Linked DNA regions of Anser cygnoides: region 1 is linked to region 2. A link is a contact called in public Hi-C data. All regions are on one chromosome and are shown on one strand. The core of a region is the stretch at or near the end of the contact, and the rest is flanking DNA. Distances in the headings are between cores, read along the strand shown. Region 1 holds the start of ITPR1 (inositol 1,4,5-trisphosphate receptor type 1). Region 2 overlaps ITPR1 (inositol 1,4,5-trisphosphate receptor type 1).

The links. A called contact is a pair of places that touch in the nucleus more often than the background predicts.
Region 1: a contact with region 2 is called in a Hi-C map of granulosa cells, with 1.7 times the contacts expected there. The contact joins the promoter of ITPR1 here to the enhancer-like site in region 2. A contact is called at or near these places in 3 of 7 Hi-C or Micro-C datasets (fetal liver, granulosa cells and liver).

Annotation. Positions count from the first base shown.
Region 1 is chr10:4,174,671-4,182,035 of Taihu_goose_T2T_genome, forward strand. ITPR1 (inositol 1,4,5-trisphosphate receptor type 1) reads right to left here and starts at 1,913. Exons shown (of 60, transcript XM_067003328.1): 1 at 1,771-1,913. It overlaps SUMF1 (sulfatase modifying factor 1), which reads left to right and starts at 2,861. Exons shown (of 9, transcript XM_067003014.1): 1 at 2,861-2,883; 2 at 5,296-5,469; 3 at 7,235-7,309. The coding sequence starts at 5,296.
Region 2 is chr10:4,136,672-4,143,941 of Taihu_goose_T2T_genome, forward strand. All of the region lies in intron 3 of ITPR1 (inositol 1,4,5-trisphosphate receptor type 1), which reads right to left. Among named protein-coding and RNA genes, the nearest start is that of ITPR1, 36 kb to the right of the region's middle. Within about 2 kb of position 4,895, at least 1 of the 3 cell types and tissues checked has open chromatin away from gene starts, as enhancers often do.

The sequences.
Region 1 (7,365 bases), core at 663-3,162, 35 kb after region 2:
GCCGCCGCAGGCTCCCGGCATGCTCCGTAACTTGTCGCGTCGCACGGCCCCGAGGAGCAGGCCCCGCGCTGACACCAACAAAGCCGCCCGGGGGGGCCGCACCGGCTCACCACTGCTCCGTCCCGGGGACAGCACGAGGCAAGGGCCCCACAGACCTGCGTCCTGCTCGGAGCCTGCTGAAAAAAGTTTGGCTTCGTTATCGCCCATCTCAGCCAGGCACCAGCAGGCACCAGCACTGGAAGGAGCTCCTGCTTCCAGAACAGGCCTCAGGACCCCACCGGCTGGTATCGAGGCAGAAACCAGACCGTTACTGCTCCTCTCACACGCACGTACGACGCGGGAAACGCCACAATCTTACTTGCACGTTTCACCCAAAGTCTGCCGCTCTGGCGGGCGACTGGCCGTCTCCCCACACTGCCATGTCCTGACATCGATCCAGCACTACCTCTACAGCAAGGCTGAGCCCAAGACCTGGTGTCACACACCGTCTGCAAGGCTCGCTCTAGACTGCGATGGCACTTGCGGGGAGCCAGGACCTCAGGTTCCCTTTCGTCACTTGCACTTAATTCTTCAGGGTTCTGGTGTAACCCACACACCGATTTGTCGGGGTGATGCAAGAGGATGGACAGCGCCATGAGGCCCCATTAACCTCTCATTTCTAACAGGAACCACAACTGTCGCTGACACCCCGCTGCATCCCGCCTGTCAGTCCCTCAGGGCTCTGAGGGCTCCGACAAGTGCCGCCGAGCAGGGCACCGCCAAGCCCTCTCCCTCTTCACCGCTCTCCACCAGGGCCTTCCCCACGCTCCAGCCCTGCTGCTCGTGACCAGCAATTCTTTGAAAAATACGCTATTTCCCACAGCTAGGCTCCACCCCACGGTTGCAGAGGCGAACCGAAGTCACTCTTGCTGTTTGTTTACTTCCTAATTTATGAACCTCTGCAGGAGGAAGCCGGATTGCTCCCTACTTGCAGCCTTCACGACCTCTGCAAAGCAAGCAGGTGGAGGGCAGCGGAACTCGTCTAAGCAAACGCTGTCACTGGGGGTGAAACGAGCTATTTTAGCAGGAAAAAATCATTACTGGCGAACAGAAGACGTCCTGGGGAACACGTTAAAAGTAACGAATTCAGCGAGGAGTTTACCGACAGCACCCCATAACAGCACTGCTTTGAACCCCCTGGGGCTGCTGTCAGACCCCACGCTGGCTCCTTTGCCGTCCGCACGCACCGGCCGCTGGCTGCACGGCTGCCGCCTCGCACGTGTGCAGCCCAACACGGCTCGGTGCCACCTGCCGTGCCGGGCCGTGGGGCTCCTTGTGGCCCCGCGGCTACCGGGGGGGTGCCTGCGTGCAGCCCCCAGCCCCGTGCCGCCACCACCCCCACGGCCCAGCAGCGGGAGCCGGGGGTGCCCGCTGCCCGAGGGGGCGGGCTGACGGAGGGGGCTTCCAAAGGAAGCCCAGAACGGGGCAACCCAGCGCCCGGCAGCGGAGCGGCCGGAGGGAGCGGGGGGGATGGATGGCGGCTTCGCCCCGCGCCCCCCTGCAAGGGGGTGCCGTGCAGGGGGCCTCCCACACGGCCGGGCCGCGGAGATCCCCGGGCGGAGCTGGGGTCCCGGGGCGGCTCCGGGGGTGCGGGTGGAGCAGGGGCCGCCCGCCGGGGGACCCCCGAGCCCCGAGCGGCCGCGCTCCCCCCCCCCGCCGCCCCCCGCTCAGCCCCGGGAGCCCCCCCCAGGGCCGCCCCTCCGGCTCTCGCCGAGCCCCCCCCGGCCCTACCTGGCTCCGGCTGGGGCGGGCTAGCGGCGGCGCGGCAGCCCCATGCCGGCGGCGCTGCCCGGTGCCGTTGGGACGGAGGCTGCGCCCCGCTGCCGCCGCTCAGCGGCCCGTCCGCATGGTTACTGCGCGCCGGGGCGCGCCGCCCGGCGCTATATAGCGGCCCGGGGGGCTGCTGGGAAGCGTAGTCCCGGCCTCCGGCCGACGCCGGCAGCGGGCGGAGAGCGGGGAGCCCGCGGGACTACAGCGCCCGGCGTGCCCCGCGGGCGGGGGGCGGGCGGCGGGGCCGCTGCGCCTCTGAGGGCTGGGCCGGGAGCGAGGGCGGCCCGCGGTCCTGCCCGGGCCCGCCGGGGTGGCTGCGGGCGCCGCCTGCTCGCCGTTCACCGCCCCCCCGGCCCTGCTGCGGGCCGTCCCTCCTCGGGAACCGGGCAGGGCAGCGGTGCCCAGCGCTGTCCGTAACCCAGTCCCGTCGTTTGTCTTCTGCTTCTTTGGCAGCCTCTCTGGAACACGGAGTATCAGAGCAACAATTTCTCTCATGGACTACCTTTGCTGGGTCGGCTCTCCACTGGCCGCGGAGGTTGTGCCAGTGAAGGCCCTCCAGCCAAAACCACTGATCGAGTAGTGCAAAGAACTTGCTGGATTTGAAGGAAAGACAATTATGGATAGGTCTCCCATTTCTGTAATATTTTAATAACAGTCAAATCAGTGTCTTAATTCTGAAGCACAGCACACTCAGTACCAGGAAAGAGAATAATTAAACTCCGTGTGGAAGAGATTTCCTGCCTGTGAAGAAATGACTTAGCAGCACAGACGTAGTCGATAAATGACACCAAAGGAAGTCCTCAGGAGCCCTCAGGGTCACAAGCTGGAACTTGGGTGCTGTTCAGAAGCAACCTGTCGTTTTAATTGTTTCGTCTAGTCTCCTAAAACAACACAGGAACATAAACCTTCCTGATGAAAGTACAGAAAAGATGCAAAAAAGAATTCTAGGGAAGCAAGCAATGGGAACGAGCAGGCAGGATACACCAGCAGCCTGTCCCAGCGGGCTGGAAACGAGCTGGTTTTCCTGAGCTCCGTAACGGCACAGCCGGCACCTCATGGCTCTGATGCGGGCAGGTTATTATCAAGTTTGTGAGCGCTTGTTTTTTTTGATTTTCTAAGTGCATCACGGGGCAAAAGGGACTGCTGATAGCTGCTGGGAACGCACGCCTGCGAAGGTGCCCAGCGCTGTGATGCCAGCACACGCTACAATGTCATACAGCCCACGCTGTTGGGTAGTGTTGCTTACTAGTTGCAGTACTAGTGTAAGAGAAAACAAGACAGGAGTCCCCTTCGCTCTGCCCGTACTTCTTTTAGCTGCCATGTCCTAATCTGTGCAGTTACGTGCAGGGATCTGGTGTCCCACAGAGTGAAAGTTTCTTCCAGCGTGGCGGGGACCCAGCGGGTCCGTTCTGCGCAGACCTGAGCAGAAACCTCCCCACAGCGTAAAGAGTTACGTGGCGGAGCGCCAAACTCTCCAAGAACTGCGGTGACCCCAGGAAGAAGCAAGGAGAAGCCGGGCGCCCCCCGCCCCGAGGCGGCCCCTGGCAGCCCCCAGGCGGAGGGGGAGAACACCGGGAGCCAGGCGCGGCCCCTTTAAGGCGCCGCCGCCACGTGACCGCGGCAGCACGTGACGCCGCCCAACATGGCTGCGCCCTGCGGCTATGGGGCGCTGCCCCTCTTCCTGGCCCTGACCCTGCTGCTGGCGGCAGGGACGGACCCGGATCCGGATTCGAATCCGGATTCGGATCCGGCTCCGGCTCCCAGCGGGGCCTGCGGCTGCGGGGCCGGCCGCGGCGGCGGGCGGGAGGCGGCGGCGCGGCGCTACGTGGCGGCAGCAGCGGGCGGCGGCAGCGGCAGGAGCGGGCCGGTGAGCGGCGGGGGGAGCGGGGAGTGCGGGGGGGCAGCCGGAGGGCCGGCCGCAGCTCGCCTGCACCGCGCTCACGGCGGCACCCGGCTGCGGTCAGCTGGAAGCGAGGGGAATCGGGCCCGGCCTCGGCAGCAGCCGGGTGCGGCGGTGCCGCCGCCTCCTGGGAACCGCAAGGCCGGTGGTAGCGGGGCTGCCCCGCAGCGCTGCGGGCCCCGCTGCCGGAGCGGGCCTCTGAGCACACGGAGCTGCGCGCACAAGCCAGGTGCTGCTGCTGGGATGCAGGTGCTCGTCAGGAAGCCTCGGGGCGTTCCCAGCTGAATCCGCCCGGCAGGCTGTCAGGGTTCCTGCCTGGCAATGTCAGGATGTTTCAGGGTTTGGAAATGAACGCCAGGCTGCACAGCGAGAGTTAATTTTTCGTATGGTTTCAGACAGCGCTTCCCGAGTGAGTTTTCAGTCTTGCTTTGAGGACCGCTTCCAGGAGTTGTTTTAGCTACGGCGGATTGGAAAGAGGTTCTTCTTTTTGAGGTTCTTTTTTAGCCTTCTTTTTTTTTTGCCAGAACTGAGATGACACTTGTGGAGTAGCGTTAGGACCATGCTACACTGGGAACTTTCCTCGTGGAGTAGTTCTGTTATGAGACCTGCATTTCTGACGTACCAAACGTCAGGATCTCGCACCAAGTGCTGCTGTCCCTCAGAACGAGCAGTACTCGCTTTGCTTTCTGTCACTGCCTCACCTCCTCGAATCCCTTGTAAGAGCAGTGTGTGGCACAGACGGGCATGCGCCCTGTCAGCGTGTGCTGGGGCATCATGCACGCTGGGTTATTCCCCTAAGGGACGCCTCTGTCAGTGCTGACAGGATTTCCTGGTGCTCGCCCACGCACAGGCCTCTGATCCGCTGCCAGCAGAGGGAGGTGGCTGAGTTCAGTGTGAGTTTGGGACTGAGGGTACTTTGGGAATACTGAGAACGAAGCAGAGGGAGTTTTCTTCCCTACTGCATTCGTTGGCTGGTGAGGAGTCGGGTGGCTTCTCGGTGAAGTAGCTCTTGGGTGGCGTTAGCCCTTGAAACGTCGCCTGCCAGCTGGGAAGGTTTTAAGGAGCCTGAGCTGTCGTTTGTGCTTCCAGCACAGGCTCCTGAGCAGGGATCGTGGCAGCTCCTGTTTTTTTGGGAGAACAGCTGTTGGGTGAGGAATGGTTTGCTCAGCCTGCGCTCTTCAGCGGGGTCTCAGGAAGCGCACAGTGAGGTATGGCAAGGCCTTCAGGGCCTTTGTCTTCCTAGGAAGAACCCTCTAAGGCAGAGGGGAAACGTGTTTTGGTTCCCTGGAAGTTGGCTGAAGCCTTAAAGGGAATACATCTTACTGAAACAGTTAAAGTTTAAGGTCGTTTTAAGTTTAAGAAAGTTTTTGCTCTCGATTTAAGTTCTGCTTTGTGTTATTTTCTGGGCGGGTGGGGATCGTGATGTCAATGTCGTTACCTTGCTGTGCTGTTTTCATCCGTCGGTTAAGCGCTGCTGCAAGCCAAGAGCACCTTCAAAGATGAGGGAACGGGGCAGTAAGACCGATGAGAGACTTGTCAGTCTTTAATTTTTGTAACCTGTTTGGTGTTGACTGCTTCCTCTGCAGATGGTGGCTATTCCGGGAGGAGAGTTCACGATGGGCACCGACGAGCCGGAGATCCGGCAGGATGGAGAGTGGCCTGCCAGGAGAGTGCGCGTTAACGGCTTCTACATGGACCGGCACGAGGTCAGCAACGAGGAGTTCGAGAGGTTCGTGAATGCTACCGGGTACCTCACAGAGGTAAGGCGGAGGGGTTTCGTCTTCTGTCATCATTGATGATGGCAAAATCCACGCTAAAACGTACCCTTTTTGTAGGCCCTCACAGTGTGGTATTTGATTGGAATTTGCATGCTAGAGTGGTTTGGATGTAAGTAGTGGAGAGACCAAATTGTCTTGCCTTGCTGCCCAGGAGTCTGGAAGGGCATTCGGATAGATACTTACTGTTACTTTTAGCAAGTGTCTTGATCTGTGAACTAAAAACCTTCCCTGCAGTGTGACTGAGGCAGCGTGGGTTAAGTTAACAGGTGGCTGAAGACGTCCACGCGGATTTATTTATTTCCTTGACCTTTGGGTCCTAGGACATCTTTGTACTAGTACAACAATGCTGTTAGGTTTTTTTTTTTCCTTAATTTAGAAGAGCAGGAGCGAAGGGATTTGAAAAATTTTGTGATAGTTGAGGATTCTGTAGTCTAATTCAGTGCAGCTACTCGATAATAAGCTGAGCAATAGAAAGCCCTGCTGCCTAAAGAAGATGCAAGTATAGTAACAGTGTTCTGCGCGTTTCTGGGAACAATGGACTCAGAAAGAATGTGCTAAGACTCTTTGAAGAAAGAAGCCACCTGTGCCTGAGGCTCTGATCCTGACAGTTAACTGTTCCTATGCAGCTTTCAGAAAGCCCTGACAAGCCTTTTAGGCAAACAGAGGCATTGGAAGCGATCAGGTCTCAAAGGAGACACTTTGTGAATTCACTTGATAAACTGGTTCTCATTTGGAAGACAGGATCGTTCTGGATGGATGAAGGGCTTCTTTTATCTATGGCAAGTTTTGTATTCTAAGTTCTTAGCTTAATTATGGAAAAGGCTGCTTAACGATTTTGAGTTTGAACAGGATGGACTTGTTGCACGCAGCTTCTGGAAGGAGCACGTGTGCGTGTGCGGAGGTATTTGAATGGAGCGCTGCCTCAGCTGGAAGTGCTGAGTGTTGCTGCCTGCTCCACTTGCCCTTTCTCCTTTCACCCCATCACACGCTGCGTTTGAGAAAAATAAACTCAGAGTTAGGAAAAATCAGCACTGATTCTGCAGCTTTTTTATTTTTTTTTGTAATGCAGACAAGCTGGGTTTTTTTGTGCATTTAAATAATGTCCGCGTTACCTGCGTACTGAGAGTAAACAGCCAACCTACTTCCTGGTTTTCTTTAATAGAAGTCTAGACTGAGCTCTAATGACAATGAAATGTGGAAGTAAATAGCTGAAGAAGAAAATCTTCAGATGTGCAGATATCTTGTTGAACCAGAAATATTTTCTTTTTTAAATTTTTTAAGGGTGCGGGGAGCAAAGCTCTTGACGGTGGCTCTCTGTCAGACTGAAAGCTTAGGTCCTTCAGTTGCTAAACCTGTTTGCCTCTTTGGCTCTTTTACGTTGGGCAAGAGGAAAAAGACTTTTTTTTTTTTCTCTTAAATTTATAAAAACCAAATGTGTAAAGATTAGTCAGATGCTAAAACTTCTTGCAATTTGATGAATGGGATCCTTCTTTTCAAAATGTGCTTCTTGAACAGTTTTGCAGGTATTTGCAGAAGCTCTGTGAGCTGTCATCTGGCCAGTGGCTGTTAAGATCAATGACATCCTGAGATAAATGCCTTCCCTTTGATTCCAAATCAGCTTCTTTAAAAGCAAACTCAAAATTACTGTTAGGATTTCCTTATTCTTGGTAGAATAAAGCTGTGAATGCGACTGGCATTTTAAGGATGTTCCTTTGATAATGTGATCAATTTTTTGTTCTTTCTCTAGGCAGAGAAATTTGGCGATTCCTTTGTGTTCGAGGGAATGCTGAGTGAAGAAGTGAAGTCTGAAATCCATCAGGCAGTGAGTAACATGGCAGGGTAAAACTTGCTTGGAAGTCACTGGGTAGACGTGTTAGC
Region 2 (7,270 bases), core at 3,645-6,144:
CCGAGGAAAAGCCACCAAGAGGAAGATACTTAACTAAGTCACTTACAAAACCTGTTGAATATTTAACCCCAACACAGTTGGTTCTTACTTGAAAAAAATACTTGATAAAACCCAACTCCTTTTTGCACAGCAGTACTAAAATTAAATGAAAATTAGCAGCTCCCCATTGAAATTTCGCAGTTCCTCTTTAGTCTTCTCTATACTTAGATACCTGACATTTCCCCCAAGATCAAAGCCCAGGGTAGAGGATATAATAAAAATCAGTACGCTTATAAATATAAGAATAACAAGAAAGACGAAGAGTTAATGCAGCTGGCAACGATGGAAATATTCTCAAGACAAGTTCTCCACATCGTATTTACGAAAGTTTCACGGCCTCAATGCCCTCACAAAGATGGTAACACTCCACATGGACGCAGAGATTATTTCAAGACTCTTTTGTGTTTAAGTGAAATACTTTCATGCAGGAGGTACACAGAATAATAAAATATCCATATATTCAGTCACAGGCAAGTTTCGCCTTCCCAGAAGGCCCTGCACTACTACATTGTCTATTTCTGTACTTGCTTTTTCTGATGTTTAAAATGAATAGATGACAGCCTAAGAGGTTCAAAGAATATAGAACAAAAGCAGCTACAGAAATGTGTTGATTATTAATCATTCCTGCACTTCCATAAAGAGGGAGAAAAAAGAACCTGATCTACTGAAATTACTGTCTTTGTGATGGGAAGACATCTTTTCATTTTCAATTTGCAGCGCACAAGCTTTGCTAGGAGTACAGCAGCTCATTGCCAAGGCGCACTGAATGCTTGACCTTCTGTCCCAGCAGAGCCCACTCCAACAGCAGCTCCAGCAAAAAAGGCAAAAAAAAAACAATTTGCCAAATAAAAGACCACTGAAATCTCCTCCCATGTTGCCAACAGTTCTGTCACATACCTGGGGAAAATTCAAAAGCAGGTCAGAAGGACATTTGTACGCCCAGCCCAAAGACCTCTTGGTGACCACGTATGTCACTGTCTCTGGAACCCCGCACCAGTTACACGACAAAATACGTTCGAGGTTTCTGCTGCTGTGAAATCTGTTGCCTCCCTTCTGTATAGCGTTGCATCCTGCCTGTTACAAGAACTTTGAATGTTTTTCTTTTTAAAGCACAAAAGAAAAATCACCCTTGCAACCAACATTTAAACGGAAAGGCTGCATGATCTATGATCTAAGTATATTTTTACATTAAAATAACCACCCTCCATTCACATCTGTGAGACGTTAGGACAACCACCCTGTCGCCATTGTACTCATTTGTGCACGGCTCTGCCGATGGAAATCGCTACTTCATTTTTTCAAGCTGTAACAACATAGGAAATAAAGTAATTATTAACCGAGAGCTCATACACAAAACCAGACAAAGGAAGGGGACTAGACCGGTGATTTCAGAGAAAGAAGATACACCTGGAAGATGGCCCCTGAATATCAATGCCTATTAAATCAGCAGCATTCATTAATACAGTATTCATTAGAAAGCAATGGTGTTTAAACGCAAAGCAGGACATGACTCCGCACAACACTAAGTAACTTGAGAGCAATAAACTGCATGCTTACATGCACAGCGTGGCCAAATTTACTGCGGGATAAGGCTGTTTTTCAGCAAAAAACGAGTAAGGTAACTTTCTTCTGACCAGGAAAAGCAAGGCCAGCTCCCCACCGGCAGGGAAAGGTAACCTGGCGGTGCTCTGCGCACACTGCTCTTCCTCCGGGTGCACGGAGAGCAAAAGCAGAGGCAGCTCCCCGTGTTAGAGGCAAAAACCCTCCAGAAGCCCTCAGAGACCACAAGGGTGACCAAGCGCCCAAAAAACTACCAAAAGACTAACAAGAGAGAAACACCTTCAGGTAAACATTTTAGGTACCGAAGAGTTCAGGATACACCAATGTTTGTTTTATTTCTGCATGTAACCTCTTTGGTCTCCTTCAGAAAGAAAGCTGCTACTCGAAAAGAGAGAAATATTTAGACACTGGATATACAGGCAGCTCCAAAAGGAAACATTTGCAGGAAAGACCAGATACGTTTCCCAGTCTCTGGTATGAGCAAGGCTGAGCGAAGGCTCTGTGCAAATGCAAAGCCACGAGGGGCAGCAGCGCAAGGAGAGGGGACAAAAAGCCAGCTGCGCTTAACTACAACAACTCCCTTTTTTTAATTGCAACTTATCCCATTTGACTCCAAGCGAACTGACAGGCTCCTCGCAGCTGAGGGCGGCACCACGATGGACCTGTCCCCCTGGGCGGGTGACCAGGGACACGACAATGACACAGCCCCAGCGGCCCCGCCGGGTATCCTGGAGAGCATCAAGGAGCCACTCGTATCTGCAGGCACAGAGGGTAATTCAGAGCAGGAGAAGCTACTTGAATTAAGCTAAGAATAATCTCAAGGACCTTTAAAAAGTCAAAACACCAGGGTGGCTCCTGGCGAGTGAGAAATACAAGCCAGAAAAAACTCTACGTGCTGAGGAGAGGGGAAAAGACAAGGCAGAAGCCCCCACAAACGGCCCAGAGAAGAGCTCGCAACTGCAGCCATTAATCTGAACGGATCCAGGCTCTCAAGGAAAGCTACTGGTTCCAGTGAGCGTTTTTACTGTCTTAGCTCATCTCTGTCTCCGGTCCAGCACGACAGAAATCCTGCACCAGGGGTGAGCCTTGCCAAGAGGCAAGTCCAGAGGCCAACCCCTCCCCTCTCCCACAAGCACCAAAAATTAAGTTTTACACGCTGCAAGGAGCGGTGTGTCATACTTTATTCGAAGAGAACTCAGCAAGCTAACATACGTAAGAATTGCAGAAACATTTTTAAGTGAACTGTCTTGGCTCTAGGCTTTGTCACAAGCTGGAGAGCTGCGCTCTTCACTCAGGAAGCCATCCGCTATCTGCCTTTTTATAGTTTACACGAAAAATCCCGCTGCGAGGTACTAAAACACAAATCTCAGCACATGAGCCTTGGGACAGCCTTCCTCAAAACCTTCGGGTCTTTCCAGCATCCATCTGTAGCATTTTATGGCAGCAGCAAATCAAAGCATGATCTGCTGGCTGTATTTCATCTTCTTTCAACCGCTCGCCCCTTGGATTTCATTTTCACGTTTGCTTCTTCACTTGCTCCTGCTTTTCCGGAATAAAGTTCCTGCTCGAAATGGGTCAGGAAGCGGGGGCAGGAGGCGGGGAAGGGCTTGGACGGCTCTGCGCAGGAAGAACAAGGCGCAGATCGAGTTACAGGCACCATCTGAGAGCATCGGCCCGAGCGGTATGGAAAGAATATGGCTCTGCTGTGAGACGCCGCTGGCGTGCCTGACCGGCGGAGAAAGGGCTGCTTCTGGTTAAGAGCAGTTTGCGTGCGCGCTGTAAGGGACCAGCCACGCAGCAGCACGGGAAACAAAAGGCAAAATGTGCAGCTGTTCAACGAAGTAACTCGATTTCCAGCTTTTAAATGCATTTGGCTTAGAAGAAAACTCGCATTGCCAAAAAAAAGAAGTTTGAGGGGCATTAAATGATTATTTGATAGTATTACTGGAGTCTAGGTTAGAAGAACTGAAGAAATAAAACTGAAATCAGTGCTTTAATTCTTCTTATGCTAACAAACTGCTTGGGAGACTTTGCCTGAAGTGTACGTTTGTTCCTTTCCTCCACTGCCTGCTACCTTCCCGATGGTTGGCCCCGCTGCCTTCTGCACGAGTGCCGACACCGCAGGTCCACTGCTCTGGAAGACCCTCAGAGAGCTGACCCAGCCCATCCCTCCCTCTGACAGGCAGCATGAACCGTGCCTGCTCCATTCCTGACAGCTCCCAAAGTTGTGGTTCCAGTGCTCTGCTATTTCTGTACCTAAACCGTTCGTTTTTATTGTTTGAGCCCCATCTCTGCCTTCCCTTTGCAGGTGTGCAGAACAGCACAGCCCCGCTCTCTGCAGTGTTTGCCGGCTCCTGTGCTGCGGCCCCGCAGCTATCAGGACGCAGGAGATGAGAACTGTTCGGGAGCATTCCACCCTCTGGATTTTCTCTCGTTGGCTCCCATCTTTCAGTACGAGGTGCACCACTGAGCAAGATACTCCACTTGAGGCTCCGCCAGGAAGTAAAATTGGAAAAAATAATTACTTACTATGTCTTTTGGCAATGTTTCTTTTCATATATTCCAAGGCAGCAATTGCACTTTTTGTAACAGCACGGCACTGACTCCTCCCGTTCAAGCCGTGATTCCTATAATCCCCAGCCCCGCTCCCAGGGAACCGCTGTGTCTGCCTGTTCTCCTCCTCCCCGGATTCAGTCAGCTAAGTGCAGCCTTTGACACATGCCCCCACTGAACTGCAGGGACATTTTTCAAACCATTTCTTTGTTTTTCAAGGTAATTCTGAGTGTAAATTGAGTAAATTCCCAGGTTTTCTTCTCTGCGAAGCTTGCAGGAGACAGCTGGCTGTGCAGATGCAATTACCAGCAGCACGGCAGCGTTCACCTGGAGCTAGAGTAGGGCACAGCATCACAAGGCATGTGCTGCCACACAGACGTCCAAACTCCCAGTAAACTGCTTATAGGTGGACTTGAGCAGCACGATTTCAAGAGCTTAGCAAGGCAAAGGAAGATGCAACAACAACAAGAAGCCAGACCTGCCTTAATTACAGGAAACAGCACCCTGGAGTTGACTAGAGCAGCGTCATGCTGCTGAACTGCGCTGCGCTCTCCTGCGCATGGAGTAAAACTCCAGCATCCCCATCCATTTTCCCAATCTAAAGGCTTTATTCCTCCCTTTCCTTTCCCGTGCTTGGCTTGAGCCTTTCACCTCGCTCGCTGAGGCCCTCTCCCTCTCTCTACTTTAAACAGCCGCCACCCTGCTGGCAGGGGACCAGAGGTGCTCTCGCTGAAGCCTATCAGAGGATGCTCCTCAATCCGTCCCAGCTCGCTCCCTCGCTGCACGCCACTCCTCTTCTCAGGAACAGAGCACAGAACACGCCAACAAATCATGCAGCTAATTAAAATTTGGCCGAGTCCTCCATAACGTAGTCTTCGCACTAAAGATCGCACTCCGGCTGTCACTTTCAAAAGCAGATTATGCTGACAAGGTATACACAGCAAACGCAAGTGCTGCCGTATATTGCATCTGCCCCAGCTGCCTGCAGCAGCACACCGGCGTGTCACGGCCGAGGATAAAACATTTCAAGCACTTCTAAAACGCAAAATATCCCAGTTAGAGCAGGAGAGCCGAGCTCTGCCAGCACGGCTGCTGAAACGCAACCTAGAGCTTTACGGATCAAAAATGAAAGCGGAAAACAGCCCCCGCGGGCGTAAAGCAGCCCCTTCCAGGAACAGCCCCGCAGCACTGCTTCACCAAAAAAGGCAGGCGGGAGCTCGGCGCCAGAGCAGCCCCGTGCTGCACGGGGAGGTCGGACAGCTGGATCGCAGAAAGGCCGACCAGCCAGCTTCACCAGACCGGATTGCAAATGGGAAGAACAAATGTTCAGAAACCAGGAGCGGAAGCAGAGCCTGCCAGCAGAGCTCTGAAGGCATTTATCCCAGCCTGCGGGATCTACATCACATTCTTACTGGACTTTTTTTTATTTTTTTTTTTAATTGCAACGCCATCACGCTAAATAAGCGACAGGATCACCATAGATTATGCCTGGATAGAGATGGCATCGGGGCACTTACCATCGCCTGGCGTGCTTGGCACTTTGGGGCAATGAGCATGCAAAAGAAAAGCAAATCCTACACCGTGTAGGTGCCCAGCCTCTGGACTGAAACACTGCATTCACCCCGCTGTACAGAGCTGCCCATGTGCTACTGCAGGAAGACGAGCAGAGCTGTAAAGCTGAAGAGAATATTGCTCGTTTGTTCAACTTCAAAAGAGACTGAGCTGTTTCCCCCCCTTTTTAAAGCACAGCTTTCAATTTATTTTAGCATGCCCTACTACTTCATTATCTTCCAGAAAAGAGACTTAGAACACGCTGTCATCTGTCTTTAAGGGATGTTTCATCCAGGCTCCAAACGTAAACCTTTTGCAGAAATAAACACCCTCTGTTAACATTATCTTTCAATGGATACGGCAGCTTCCAGGACTTTTCACTTTACCACCAGAGGTACAATGTCCCTGGACAACAGACTGTAACTGCTTGCAGCAGGAACGCTGACATTTCGTACAGTAAATCAATGAGTTAAAAATACCCTTAAAGGGAAGCATTAGCTGCATTTCTTTAACTCCTTGTGCAACGAAGCAGACCTACAAGTTTGGTTTTAGATGCCGTAATGCTACATGACAACACCTACTTTTTTCCCTGAAATCTTTGAGATGGGAAACACCAAAACCACCATTATGCTGATAGTTTTATAAGCACATGCAAGCACCGGACCTCAGGTCTTTCCATCCCTCTGTCACAAGTCAGAGCCAAAGAGGGGGGCTCCTCCGCCCCGTGCCCTTGGGCACTCCACTTTTGCAGTGTTTGGCTTTCCAAATTTGCAGCAGTCACAGCGGCGCTCTACCAAAAGCAAGCAAGGAGCATCCACCTGCATGCTCAACCCTGAATGCTGCCTGCTTCCTAAGCCGCTTTCTCATCAAGAACACAATATTTATCTGCCATTGAATTTCAAAGCCTATTAATTGGCGCCTTCTCACAGTCTGCGTGAATCAACAGCTCCATTCATCGCAGTCCCCTCTTCTGCCAGCTGCAAAAAGATGAGATCTGCACACGAGCGTGGCTTTTGGCACTGGCAGCTGGGAGGCCTTCCCAGCACCACAACGAACTGGAGATCAGGAGGGGGAAAAGCAGAGGTTAAACCTTTACCTAGCTACCGCTAGGGCTTGGATAAAGCTCTTCCTTAACACTGGAAGTACGTGCTTTAAATCAAAATGTGTTCTGCAAACTTGAGTTGATCCTTGCAGTGGAACTGAAGGGTAGCCCAGGGACCACAACAGCAATACGCCAGGCACCGGCACTGCCCAGGGAAGCGGCAGGAGACAGCCTCAGCATCGCGGCGTGACCACATGCATCCCATCCCTACCTGCATCTCTCTGAGAAGTCTAGAGAAAATTAATTTATTCAAGCCACTTCATGCTACATCTAGTTTCAAAATTTCCTTTTACACAAGCGTTAATTAGTTTTTTTCAATGTTTTAAGCCAGCTTTCCGCTGTCTTATTGACATAATGATAACATATCAATCAGTGCAAAAGCAAAACTGATTGAGAAGTGATGGATGGGCTGGCGAGAGCTATTAAATAACACCAGCTGCATCACTGTCTGAACACATCCTACTC